2 separate regions of the Rattus norvegicus genome follow, and region 2 is linked to region 1. Evidence: chromatin contacts called from public Hi-C data. All regions are on one chromosome and are shown on one strand. Each heading gives the region's core, a stretch centred on a gene start, on an enhancer-like site or on the middle of the called end of the contact. The rest is flanking DNA. Distances are from core to core; before and after follow the strand shown. Region 1 holds the start of Dusp4 (dual specificity phosphatase 4). Region 2 has its middle 130 kb from the start of Dusp4.

What was found. A called contact is a pair of places that touch in the nucleus more often than the background predicts.
Region 2: a Hi-C map of Schwann cells shows a contact between it and region 1, with 5 times the contacts expected there. The contact joins the enhancer-like site here to the promoter of Dusp4 in region 1. A contact is called at or near these places in 5 of 12 Hi-C or Micro-C datasets (Schwann cells, frontal cortex, liver and 1 more).

The regions. Positions count from the first base shown.
Region 1 is chr16:64,088,859-64,096,037 of GRCr8, reverse strand. Dusp4 (dual specificity phosphatase 4) reads left to right here and starts at 2,338. Exons shown (of 4, transcript NM_022199.2): 1 at 2,338-3,197. The coding sequence starts at 2,762.
Region 2 is chr16:64,220,289-64,226,833 of GRCr8, reverse strand. No RefSeq gene overlaps it. Among named protein-coding and RNA genes, the nearest start is that of Dusp4, 130 kb to the right of the region's middle. Within about 2 kb of position 3,568, at least 30 of the 93 cell types and tissues checked have an H3K27ac peak or open chromatin away from gene starts, as enhancers often do. A contact at or near this core is called in Schwann cells, where this site is marked.

The DNA of each region.
Region 1 (7,179 bases), core at 1,089-3,588:
GCTCTTGGCTTAAATGTGCTAAGTCCGAAGTAGCTGTCCCTCTCCAGGAACAGGCGCGCAGGCGCGGGCACTCACACGTGGACACACACTGACACGCGCCTGCCCACACCCCCTGCGCGTGACTCGCCTATGGGATTTATGGACTTCTCCGGCAAGGATTACTGTCAGGTGCAGAAAGCAGCCTTTTGTTCGGTGGGCATCCCCACCCCTCCCCGGATTTGACTGTTATTTACAAACCCTGTGAGCACTGGGCAGGGGCCTGGCCTGCCAGGGGTAGGAGGAGCACCCCTGAGGCAGGGGAGACAAAGGCCAGCTTGGCCAGTGCTGGCCGGGGGACAACCTCACCCTCATTCCCCTCTGTGACTCTGGTGACTAGCATCCGGAGCTAAGGGCTGCTGGCCGCTGGGTTTGTAAACTGCGGGGAGAGGACCCAGGAGAGTGAATCTGATTCCGGCTGTCGAGGCACCGGGGATGTCTAGCACCCATAGTGGGCCAGCCAGAGGGAAGCACTAGATGTCCTCACAGCAAGCTCCGAACCAAGCAAGAGAAACCACTTTGCCCTCCTCACTGGTGCTGGACGCCCTTGCCACTCTCCTAGCCTGAAGGCCCAGTGCTCGAGACCTTGCCCCAGGCAGCCGATGTCACTCTGTTGTTGTGGCTCCTTCCGGAACCCGGATGTGAGTGATCCCGCACCACGGGCACCAAAATACAGGGTGCATTAGGGGGTCGCTAATATGTCAGCAACAAATTAATACGCATGTAATAGCTCATTCTTTAACTGAAAAAACCCATAAACAAAATAAGAAACGCAGTGCCATTTTGGAACCCAAGGTAACAAGGAAAATTCTCCACAGATGATTGCCCCCTGCAACGCCCACTGGACCCAGAAAAGGGTGTTGGGGACTTCAGAGTGCAGAGAGTCTGTAGGAAGCCTTGAAAATGGGAGTTGGAGGTGATCTCTGGAGAGCCGCTCTGCAGAAAACAAAGCAAAGGTAACTGAGTGGAGAGAGGGTTTAACCGGGGGAAAGGACCCTGAGGCTTTGGCTGCCCTCGCTGCCTCAGTCAGGCTTCTACTCGCAACCTGAAATGGAATATTCGACCTGGCCGCTACCAAACCCCGTAATTCCCTTGTTCGGTGATTAATTCTTGCTAACAAGACTTGGCAAGATCTCGGCCGAATAATTTTTGGCTTCTGTAAGGTCCCCACCACATGCGCGCATAACCTCCTTTCTTGCCAAAATCAAGCCCTTGGGAAATTAAATGTCCCCGGGAAGGTAAAAGCGGGGTGCAGATGCTACGTGACCTGGAAAGAGGGATGTAGAAACTCGAATCGTCTCTGAGCTTATTAAATTTGCCTTTTAAAAGGTCACTCTTCGCATGGACACTTTTCAACATCTTCCTTCGCACCAAATGTAGACCTTAACAATTATTTCCTTAGAGGACATTGCGTGTGAGCAAGAGGGAGGCGAGGACTTCCACCAAAGCGGAAAACCTCCGGGTATATCCCTCCTCCCCCCCTTCCCATGGTTAAATAATCAGGTTTTAGGAAGCTTGGGCCGGAGTGCTTCCCATTCTCCTGCACGGGCACACCATTCGGCCAATTAACGCCCCCCTCTGGGTTGTAAAGTAACAAACCCCTACACCTCTCTTTTGTTATTGGGCTTTGGCGCGAGGACTTCCCTTTCATCTTTCAAAGTCCGGGGTTTGCCCAGGTTCCGCGGGAAGCTATAAAACCGATCTAATAGCTCCGGACGGAAATCGATCACGCAAATGTATAAACTAAGTCCGGGGAATCGCATTAAAAACAAAACAAGACACAACCGGCCGGACCCGAAGAGCAAGCTTTAGTCCGGCGAGAAGAGGTCCCAAGCCCTGCGGGGTGGCAGCCATACAGTGTCAGGTTCCACCCAGCGAGACCTCGGAGACTTGGGGGGCGGGGGGGGAGCGCAGGGGTGAAGACCTCCACGCTGAGAGCCCAGGCCTCGGTTAGGCCCGCGTCGCCACCCGCTACTAACACAACGCCGAACGCCGCGCTCCGGGGCTGAGGAAGGACAGGGAGCCGCACGGCGGCTCCATTCACAAAGTCCGGGAGCTTCCGGCTTGCCGGCGGGTCGGAGGCTGCCTCCTTTTTCCTCTAGGTCTCGGTTTTATGAATGGGCCTGGCAGACAGCACCGAGCGCCCTGTTTACTCCTCTCTTTGTGACGTCGAGTTCCCGTGACTGGGTGCGAGGGGGCCGGCGCTCCATTCAAGAGTCGGGGTGGGGGCGGGGCGGGGAGCTTGCGTGGGGGGCGGGGCCTGGAGAGGTAGTAATGACTCTTCCCTCCCCCGGGAGAGCCGGCGAGCATTAATAAATCTCTAAGCAGAGGAGGAAACTCTGGCTGGGGCAGTGCGTGCAGCTCCGGCGGAGCGTTGGGGGAAAACGGCGGTGCCTAAGGCAGGAGCAGCCTAGCTAGCAAAACACACCAGGGGCAACAAACCGAGAGGAGCCCTCTCTCTCGTAAACATACTCCCCTCCTCGGTCACTTGCTCCGGGTGCCGTGCGCCCGCCTGCTTTGGCGCCAGAGAAGGCTCGGACTGCTATGTAACGTCGAGGCTGCGGGAGGAGGAGGAAGGGGTGTTGGGAGAAGAGCCTTGGGGCCAAGTTTGCGGGTCACTTCGGCAGGCGCCTTCTTAGCCTTCGCCTGTTCCTTCTTGTAGCCTAGCTGGCTTGGGTGCCCTTGGTCTTCTCCGGCTCCCCAGCTGCTGTGCTTTGCCGGCGACATGGTGACGATGGAGGAACTGCGGGAGATGGACTGCAGCGTGCTCAAAAGGCTGATGAACCGAGATGAGAACGGCGGCAGCGCGGGCAGCAGCGGCGGCAGCCACGGCGCCCTGGGGCTGCTGAGCGGCGGCAAGTGCTTGCTGCTGGACTGCAGGCCGTTTCTGGCTCACAGCGCGGGCTACATCCGAGGCTCGGTGAACGTGCGCTGCAATACCATCGTGCGGCGGAGGGCCAAGGGCTCCGTGAGCCTGGAGCAGATTCTGCCCGCCGAGGAAGAGGTGCGCGCCCGCCTGCGCTCTGGCCTCTACTCGGCTGTCATCGTCTACGATGAGCGCAGCCCGCGCGCCGAGAGTCTCCGGGAGGACAGCACAGTGTCGCTGGTCGTGCAGGCGTTGCGCCGGAACGCGGAGCGCACAGACATCTGCCTGCTTAAAGGTAAACCTGGGCGCCCGGGAGCGAGGTGGAGGGTAGGTGTAAGGGACTTGGTGACCTGAGCCCTGCTGGGCATTGGGAGGAAAGTACCGGAATGATTTCGGGCTGCTGGAGTCCCCTTCCTTGCGTGTCTTTGTGCGTGTCTGTGTGCACGGTTTTGCTGTGGTTTTGAGTACTAAGTCCTGGGGAGGCCGTGCTGGCGCGTTTCCCCAGTCACCTGCAGTCCGCACGCGTCCGAAGAGTTTCTGTGTTTATTGACATGAGCGGTTCTGGCCTGGATGCTGGCAGCTATTCCTCTGCGCAGCCCAGCCTCAAGTACTGAGCACGCACGCGCTCTTAAGTCCCACAGGGTTCAGAGAGGCCTGTTTCGGTATAACCCGGAGAACTGGAGAGGGGTTAAGGAAGGTGAATGCTGAGGTGAGATCTGTCTCGGGAGTTCCTACACAACCGGCAAATGAGGGAAGGAGAATTGGGTTGCAGATCTGGGGAGCGAACTGTTTTTCCTCTCCCGCTGCTTCAACTCAGAGCCTTCTTGGAAGGCGCCCCCCCCCCCCGCCCGGGTCTAAGGGAGGCTGGAGTGCTGTACTGGGGGGACACCAGACGCGTCTGCTCCTGCTAATCCCGGGAGCAGAGAATTACCTTACCACCTTTTGTTCACACATCATTCTCGGCTCTGCTAGCGGCGCGTGCCTGGTTAAAGCGAACCCTGGCCTGGGAAATAGGTGGCCGGAGAGAGGGTGGCTTGTCAAATTTAGAAGTCAGGCACCCCGAAAGGATCGCGCAGTATCCCAGACGCGGGAGGAAGGGACAGACCGCTCTCCGCACCTGCCTGCTAGGTCCGTGTGCGGGCTCCGGCTGGGGAGCACTGCGGTGGGGGGTGGGAGGAGGGTGGTCGCGCGCCCCCTGCTGCGCCGCGCCCCCCCACCTCCGGCCACCGCATTCCGCGCATTCTTTCGCGGGGGTCGGGTCTTCGCTTCCAAAGCCGGGAGATTTGTTTGACCTCCGCTTTCAAAGAGCCGCCCATTTCCCTGCAGAGGCTCTTCGCCTCCTCCTTCTATACTTTTTCTTTTGGTATCTTGTCCACCTTAAGGAAGGGAGGCCGGGAGCGAAGCCCTTTCTTCCGTCCCCTTCCGAACAGCACCGGGAAGCAGCCGGTTGCGGGCGAGCTGGGCTGGCCCTGCGGAACAGCGGGGGTCTTTGTTCTCCGCAGTTGTTTCCTGACCATTTGACCCGTCAGCTGCTGGAGAGACGCTGCTGTTGACCCGAGGCTGAACTGCCAGGGCCATTTTGCTGACTTTTCTTTCTTTTTCCGCGAGGGCCGCCTTTTGCTCTTCCAGCTGATGTCCCTAAAACGCTTTAGGAACGACGGGTTCCAGATCTCGGGAATCGGGCCCACGCGGTACCCGGAGCCCTCGATCAGGCGCAGGTCCCGGGTCCTCTGTCGGCGGAATCCTGCTTGGGCTCCGGGCTGCGCGTCTGTGCTATTGTTCCAGCCTGCCCGCTCTGCCTGAATTGAGATCGCGCGGGTGGGAAAGGTGAAACTGTTTCGGGGTGAAAGTCCCAGGCTGTCCTAGGTTCCCCAGCGGTTGGATTGAGAGAGTCGGGGCCCATGCCTTCCAACCCTGGCTTCAGGAGGACTTCAGCCCCACGTGGAGTCAGGGATTGTTTTGTTTTTCTTCCTGGAAGAATTCCGAATGGGACCGCCCTGGAGCGGCAGCTGCCTTGATCCCGATCCCTTGGCTTCCTTCCGGGGCGCAGGCTCCGGGGTAGGCCAGGCGCCTAGGAAGGGAGGCATATTTTTAATGTTAAACCTTGTGGCTCGCGGCACTCTACCGGTCCTGATTCGGATCTGGAGACCGTGAGGCCAGGCCAGTTCTGAGAGATGCTTCAGGGTGAATGCTGATGTAAGACTGGACAGGGCAGGTGGCCTCTGGGCAAGATGACAGTCCCATCCCTAATGGGTGTCTGTCCCCCAGAAAGGCAGCATGTCCTTTAAGCCGCGCTTTCTACCCCCTTCTCTTACTGGGCGGTGAGGATCAATCACCCCATGCCCCTCAAAAGCCAAAGGCCTTCTTCCCAGTCGCCTGGAGTCCTTAGTTTTCATTTGTTCGGGAACAGCTGCTACCTCACCTTCACCCCCTTTTCTAGCCAGAAGTTCAGCAGCCCTTGGAAGCAAGAGCCTAAAGCGATTGAGAGAGAGGGGGAGGGGGGTGTTCCTCCTCGTCCTGTGGAGATACCAACGTTTGTCAGCCTTAGTTTATGTGGATGTGCTGAACCACGACCTAGCCCTTCCTTCTCCTGTACAGCCAGCTATTGGAAGACCTCGTAGAGCAGCAAGAAAATGTCTGCTCTAGGAAGGGGGAGGTCGTGGGAACTAAGCAACCCCCCAACCAACCCCCCCCCCCCCCCCCCGCTCATTCCCGTTCGGGAAATGTGGCTTGGTGTGAGAGAATCGGCCCAAGGCCCTCTTCTGCTGGTGGAGTGAGGAGGCAGATAGCAGCAGGCAAGTGTAGGGAGACATAGTGGGTGTCCCCCATCCTAGGCATGGGGGAGACAATAACCCTTTTAGAAGTGATGTCCCTCCAGGCCAAAGAGCCCCCCCACGTGACTTTAAAAGAAACACGCTTTCCTATTTTTTTTCTCCTAAAAGATGATTGATTGTTTGATTTTTTTTTTTCCCTCCCCACAAGTAAGGGTTTAAAAACAGAAAAACTTTGCTAAACTATTCTTAATCTTGTACATTGATCAAGTCTTGGCAAAAACTAAGAATCTTACGTTTCCGTTTTGTGAGTCAAAAAACATAGAAAATAATTTAACTTAAAATCCTGTAAGGCATTTTAGGGACAGTTCTAAAAAATTTTTCTTTCAGATTTTATCTTACTTTCCCTGTTTCGGATTCTTTTTTTGTTTTTTTGTTTTTTTTTCGGAGCTGGGGACCAAACCCAGGGCCTTGTGCTTCCTAGGCAAGCGCTCTACCACTGAGCTAAATCCCCAACCCCCCTGTTTCGGATTCTTAACTTCCATAAATGTTTGGGTTGGAATTTTAGACTTGCATGCCTTTTAAAAAAAAAATCTTATCCTAAAGGAAATTTTTGTTTTTAATGACAGTGTCCCCAATCACAAATTAGTCTGATACACACATAATTTCAACCTGGCGTGGCCGATGCCTGTGGTCTCAGACCTCTGTACCTCTGTGGCTGAGGCGACTGGATTACAAGGTCTTGACCAGCCTGCCCCACACACAGGACCTTCTTTGTGCAATTTTATCTTCCCTCCTATGTAGAATTTACCATGTGATCTAAGTTCTTATTCAAACCTGATTGCACAATTATGCAGGGAGCTGCCTTGAGCTTTTGGGATATAGTCATCCAGACAGTCTCCTTCCTCTTGGGTAAAACTTACCTGTAACAGGTCTTTGGCTTGCCCCAGAGTTGAATGGAAGACTGGTCCTGTTCACCCAGGACCTCTCTGCTGGCGCCTGCTTATTTCCCAACTTTCCCAGTTGGTAGCTGAGGCCTCTCCAGGGCCTAGTTCTGGGGCCTGCTTACACCCCCTACCTTTTAGACTCAGAGGGAGGATGACTTCTGGCCTCTTCTATTTGTAAATAGAACAGAGTGCTCCAGAGAGGGAAAGAGTACTTGGAGTGTTAGAATTAAGCAAGACGCCCAAGCCTAGTGACATTAGCAACCCAGTTACAAGGAACGGAGAAAGTATTAAGTAAGTGGATGTTTCCAGTCAACAAAGGAAACTACAGACAGGTCCAGTTGTCCACGGAGTGTTTCTTTTATCTTTTAAGACCACCAGGGGTTCTTATCTTGTAGGAAAAGGTGGTCATTTAAGAGCCAAGAAATCTCTTTAAATGCTCCAAACCTGTAAATACTGGATAGCTAATTTCCTTAGAGAGGCAGTTCCTGGCAGAGAGAGAGGGAACATGGCCGGAAGTCAAGTGACTCTGTGACAGAAGCCATTCTGCTGGACATAGCAG
Region 2 (6,545 bases), core at 2,319-4,818, 130 kb before region 1:
AAAACTTCTAGAAACCCTGGAGAAAATAACGCCAAGCTGAGATCCAGAACCAAAGCCCGACGAGCCAGATGGCCCCAAACCGTCACCCAGGAGCTTCCCCTTCCTGACAGTTAAGAAGGGCAATCCCTGCTTTATGGCTGATTTTGTCAGCTCAGATCTCCACTTTGCATTCCTAACGCCAGGACTTCAAAATGGAACTTTTATTGGAGGGAAAGGAGATTAAGCTAAACGGGAGGTATCCGTTTGCAAGTGGTATTCATTACCTTCACATTCCCATCACCACAACACCTGAGAGAAGCCACGCAAGGGTGGAAAGGGTTATTTTTTACTACATTGGAAATGGCTGGCTCCAGTGTAATGGGGGAAGGTATTGTAGCAAGGACTCAGCCGTGCTGGCCAGAGCATGATGATGGGAGCTGGTCACACAACATTGGACCAGAAGAAGAGAGCTGGATATGAACCAGAGGTTAAGAGCCTTCACAGGCCTCGATCTAGAGACCCACTTCCTGTCTCCCACTTCCTGTCTCCCACTTCCTGTCTCCTGCTGGCTCCACATCCTCCCCCAAAACAGCACCACCTGGGAAAGAAACATTCAAAACATGAGCCTGTCAGGGAACATTCTGATTCAAGGCACGACGTCGCCCTTATCAGATATGACTGGTGTCCTTATGAGAAGTGACACCAGAGTCCATGAGCACATGGAGGTGAGCTCATCTACAAGTCAAAAGCCAGAGGCCTCTGTGGGTACCAAATATACCTATGTCTTGACTGCATCTTGGACTCCTAGCATCAGGAACCACTAGGAAGTCATTTTCTCTCTGGCACACCTCTGTCTAATCACGTGATGCACACCAATCGTGTTAGAATATGAAAAGAATGCCCTCCCCCACAATCAGCCTCTATTCTTCATAAACTATCCACCCCCAGTATTTTGTTACAGCAACAGACTATAGTCTAAGATGGATTTCTGTCTGGTCTTTTGAAGTTTATTTGAACCTCCGTGCGTGAAAGAAAAACAAAATGTTCATTTACTTTTTCCACGACACTATGATTTCTTGCCCATATCTGTCAAAGTATTTCTTGATCTCTAGATACCATACAAAATTCTCACAAGCAAAGACAATTCTTTCGTTATTCAGAACTGATCTGTCTCTAGCATATGAGCCATAGCCCTGAACTGAGTAGTAGCATAAAGTGTAAGACTATGAAATATACAAATTATATTGTATATATTATGCATCTAACTATTGGTTTTTAGTATATCTGATTAAATAGTATATATTCAAGTTAATTTCACTCTTACATACCCATCACCACCCATACGATACATTAGATTTCCAGAACGTTTTATCAGAGAATTTAAAGTGTGTGACCTTTGGCCAGTATCTTCCCATGTTTCCACTTATGTGTTTATTAAAAGATAAAGGAAGGATTATGTTCTATGGAGGTGTGGTGAGGTATGGGGGGGAGGGGTACCTTCATGGGGCCCATGTTGAGGCATCCCTTCCCCCTGAGGGACCAGACACAAGAGGTATAGTATAGGATAGGGTTTATTAAGAGCATGGGGAGGGGAGTTAGGAAGAGAGTAGAGGTGGAGAAAGGCAGAGAGAGAGACAGAGAGAGAGAGAGAGAGAGAGAGAGAGAGAGAGAGAGAGAGAGAATGAGGTAGAGGCTGGCCATGAGCACGTGGATGCTCATGAGAGGGGGGATGGGGAGAGAAAGGACACAAAGGGGGAAAAGCAAGAGAGGGAGGAGGGGCAAGAAGCCCATTTTATAGTGTCAGGCATACCTGGCTGTTGCCAGGTAACCGTGGGGCGGAGCTTAGAATGCTAACACCCTCACCAAGCCCTTTTAACCATTTTTAAACTCTGATTCTGAGTTTGACTCATTAGGTTACATGAAGAAGTAAAGTCATTTGGTATTTGTCTGGTGTGCTTATACGGTGTTTTTCTGGATCTGCCTGATTCCTTTTTACTCTTTAAATGTACCTCTAAAGCCATTAAAGAGGGGGGAGATACACACACACAGCACATATACACACACATACATACATACACACATGCCCCTCAACATACCTCACGTTCTGATTCTAAAGGGCAATGACGGAAAACAAGGACCATTGAGATACAGACTAAAGTGACTTGCTCTACTATTTCATGGAGAGTCTGAACTCAAGTCAGTGTCTGAGAGGCTGGGCAAGACCCACCCAGGCAAGACAAGTGTTGCTAAAAATAGAACTGGTTCTGTTGGGTATGGCTCTGAAGACATCTGTCCTCAGCTTAGATTCCCCTTTATCCTTTTGTACCTGAGAAGGAACTGTGCAGAGGTGCAGTCAGAAAGGATGGCAAACAGGAAGCCACATCTTATGAGAGTCCTGAGGTGTACCCACGGCCTGAGAATTTACCATCCCCTAATGACTTGAGCACTCACGAGGGTAGTCTGCATCCCCACTGTCGTGCCAGAACGTAGAAATTTAGAGAAATTCATAATAATACAATTAAACAGCGAAATGCACGTGGCCGGCATCTTCACTGGTCTTTATCAACAACAGTTGAATGACTGAAAGAAATCCGAGATGTCTTCTAGTGTACTAAGAGGAGCGGTGTTTTTCACCAGGACCCACGAAAGGATGTGTATATGCAAGTATGTCTGGTTTTATATCAAGCTTGAGGAGAAGCCCATGTGATAATATAATACCAGCACCCAGAATGGCAAATGCCAGATAGCACTGGCACCATACTTCCTACAGAGAACCCTCTTCTCACATAGATCTTGTTGGCGCCCTCCAGCTCTCCACTGAGCATGCGCCATGCGGGAATGCTCTCCTCCACTGGAGGCCACTGACGCAGCATCTTCAGCAAGGTTGGCAAAAACTCCTACGCAGAAGAAAACAAAACCAGCTCTTCAAGCATCAAGTTCAAGGGAAACTCAGGTTCTTTCTGGAACTTGTTCACCCTGGCTATAACAAGTAATTGATTAGTTTCGGCAGACGATCAGGAGTAGAGAATGCTTCTAGACTCGTCGAAATAGCAAAAAAAAAAAAAAAAAAAAAAAGGCAAAAGTTGATCAAAATAAGATTCCTGAACTCGAAAAAATAAAAAAATAAAATAAAATAAAGAGAAAAAAAAAAAAACCCAACACACAGTAGCTTTTGGCTGTTGTTAGACCTCTGGAAGTTTCATGGCAGTGTTTACAAAAATAAAATAGGAGTTATGACAGCTCATTATGTTTAAAGATGAATATTCATAACCATGCAAGGGTGTTTATGAGAGATTGCATTTTCTGTTTTCTCCTGAAAAAGCCGTTGAGCTATGTGATACTTAGAGAAACTGACTAATTTTTCTTAACCGCTTAATCTCTTGGGAGTGAGCTTCATTTATCTTTTATCCCCCTCACAACAGCCTATGAAAGAGGCTTTGTCGTAGAAAGGGTGCTTGTGGTGGTCAGGGAACATATGTCTCAGTAATCCAAGGACAGAAGTCAGTTGTCCAGTGTTAGAAAGAAGCCCTGACAACCTCCCTGCATCCTGGGCACACCATTTGTTCGCTGGCCATGTGGGCTAGCATACTGGCCAGGCGCCTAAACTCAGAGCAGCCTCAGCAGGCTCCCTGGCAGGGCTTCCTGAGTCAGCAATCTCCTCTCCACAGAGCAGATGGGCCAGCCCTCAGGGAAAGGAAGCTCTTCTGAGAGTCTCCTGTCTTCATTCTTCCCAAATGGGCTTTGCTATAAAAAGCAAATTAAACAGCCATTGTTCCTTTCCTCCTTGGAGCTGACATCCTAACATCCTGCCTAGTACCCGGGGCTCCCGGATGTTTGCTGCTGGCCTGGTGACGCCTGCCACTGAAACAGCAGTAACAAACAAACAAACAAAAAAAAAAATCGTGTCTTCCACTCGGGAGTGGTATTTGTCTGAAACCCCTCTTCTTTGCGGTAACTTTTTGCGAAGAGAGCTTTCTCATTGGTCCTGGTGTCTTCTTCCTCCCTCCTGTGGGCCTTGCACACAGGTTTTGGCTTTATCGTCCTCGGAGAGGCATGGAGGCCTGACCTTCGAACTTTCCCATTCTAGTATACTCTGCAGTAACCGCCATACTGCCTGCGCCTGTGAGTGACGTCACCGCTGGGTTCCAGACCTGCGTGCGTGCGTAACAGAGTATTCAGAAATACAGACTAGCCACCCGGCCTTGAACCTAAAGCAGAAAACAACAATAGCAACCAGAAACAAAACCTCTTTTTGTTTGTTTGTTTTTCAAGATAAGGTCTCACTACAAATCCATGGCTGTTCTGGAACTCGCTATGTAGACCAGACTGGCTTCAAACTCACACAGACCTGGTTACCTATGCTGGGATTAAAGTGTGCACCACCATCCTTTCTAAAACAACGCAGATGGGAGAAAAATAAAGAAGCTCTGAGTCTTTGGGTTGTATGGTTGGTTTTTCGTTTCTGAACACAGGGTTTCTGTCTCTCTGTAGCTCTGGCTGTACTCAGAGACGTTCGCCGGCCTCTCTCTCCCAAGAGAGAGGCACAGGGGAGAAAAATCAGAAGGAAATCACAGGCAACTTCATGCCTTGAGGGAGAGGCAAAGGGAAGACCAGCGAAGGAGAGACAGGAAGGGGAAAGAGGGAGAGGGAGGGAGAGAGAGGCTCACACTCACTAATACAGATGGGTGCGCCTCTTACTGTACTCTCCAGGCTGAGAGATGGCTCAGTAGCTAAGATGCTCTGGCAGAGGACCTGAGTCCAACTCCAGCACCTGTATCAGGTGACTTCCAACTGTTGACGTCAGGAATCAGCTTTTGCCTCGAACCCAGCAGTGACGTCACTCACAGGCAACCGGGACCCGCACATCTGTTGCCATGGCAATTGTGTTTATAAAGGGATAAGGGGTGGAGGGGTATGTTTTATGGAGGTCTTGCCTCAGCGGGCCCATGCTGAGGCATCCCTTCCCCATGAGGATCCAGCCACACAACGGTATAGTATAGAATAGAGTTTATTCAGGGGATGGGAAGGGGAGTTAAGAAGGTAATAGGGCGGAGAAAGAGAGAGAAAAGTAGAGAAATAGATGAATAGGGAAGGAGGGGAGGAGAGGAGTAGAAGTCAGCCATGAGCACGTGGAGAGAAGGGGAGTGGGGGATGAGGAGAGAAGGGACAAAGGGGCAAGAGAGAGCAAGAAGAAGCAGGAGCAAGAGAGAGAGGAGGGGGCAAGCAGCCCCTTCGATAGTGTCAGGCACACCTGGCTGTTGCCAGGTAACCGTGGGGTGGGGCATACCTAGCTGTTGCCAGGTAACTATGGGGGTGGAGCTTAGACAGAATGCTTACAGCAATGGCCGTACATTCCCAGCCTCCTTTTGGTTTAGCCCCACCTTTACCTATGAGTGGTTACGTCACAGTTTGGATAAAAGGCAGACTCTTCCTACCCACCTCCTCTTTTTTTCTTCTTTCTCTCTCCCCCCCTCATCTTCTTTGTCCTCAATAAACCTCTTCCACATGGGACTGTACTGTCCTGGTGTGGTCTGTCCAGACGTGAGTCACGATTCTATCACAACACCAACCACTTAGAACTACAGTTCCAGAAAGATCTGGACCTCTGGCCTCTGGCCTCATGAGCAATCTCATGTCCATACCCACCTACATACGAATAATTCAAAATAAAATAAGTTGTTTTTTATTTTAAAATGGGGATCCTATAAGTTTATTTAAGAGCATCTAAGTCACGTCTTTGGGCAATATCCAGATAGAATTCAGCACTGGCCAAGTCACAGGACAAGACAGCCCCACTTAGCCTGGACGCATGGAGGTATAATCCCACGACTGCCGTTAGCCGAGTGGTAACTGACCAGAGACAATGGGAACATACAATGCATCCTGTATCCACCACCCCAAGACTAAGGTCTGCCACTTTAACAAACCTCTCATGGCTTCCCATACAAGACACTGAAGAAAGAGAGCTCTTAAAAGCATGTCTCAGGAGGACATAAAGGCGCCTTGCCCATATTTCATAGGAAATGATAGGAGAGATAATTTAATCGCTCTTTTCTGAAAGCTGTGGCAAAAGGTTCCCCAAACTTGCTGAACTGGGGTTGCTGGGTGGGGTGTTCCTGGATTTTTACCAACCTCAATTCTCAAATTGAGATCTTCTGTCAGACTGAAATTCTGGCACACGGTTCCTGAACTTTTCTGAACTTGGTCGAGTGGCTTTATTCTAAGAAGGGAGAGAGAGAGTTTCTGGTAAATAGAGTGTCCAAACAGGAAGCACGCCTATGAGTATAGAGCAGAACGCTGGAGGGTGGCAAGGGTTCCTTCGGGAAGCAGCCCACCATGCTCCTTCCACTGCTCGGAAGCAGCGTGGGGCCCCAGCCTAAAGGCTCTAGTCAAGACCTCCCTGTGGCTGGTGGCCTCTGCCCAGTTACCATGGTGTTGGCTCATCTTACATGGCGGGAGACGCAAATGTTATTAGATTCCTGCGGCTGCTGCAACAAATTAGCATGACTTACTGGTGTGAACATTACAACTCCGGAGCCGGGGGTATAGTTCCAAAGCTCTTGCCT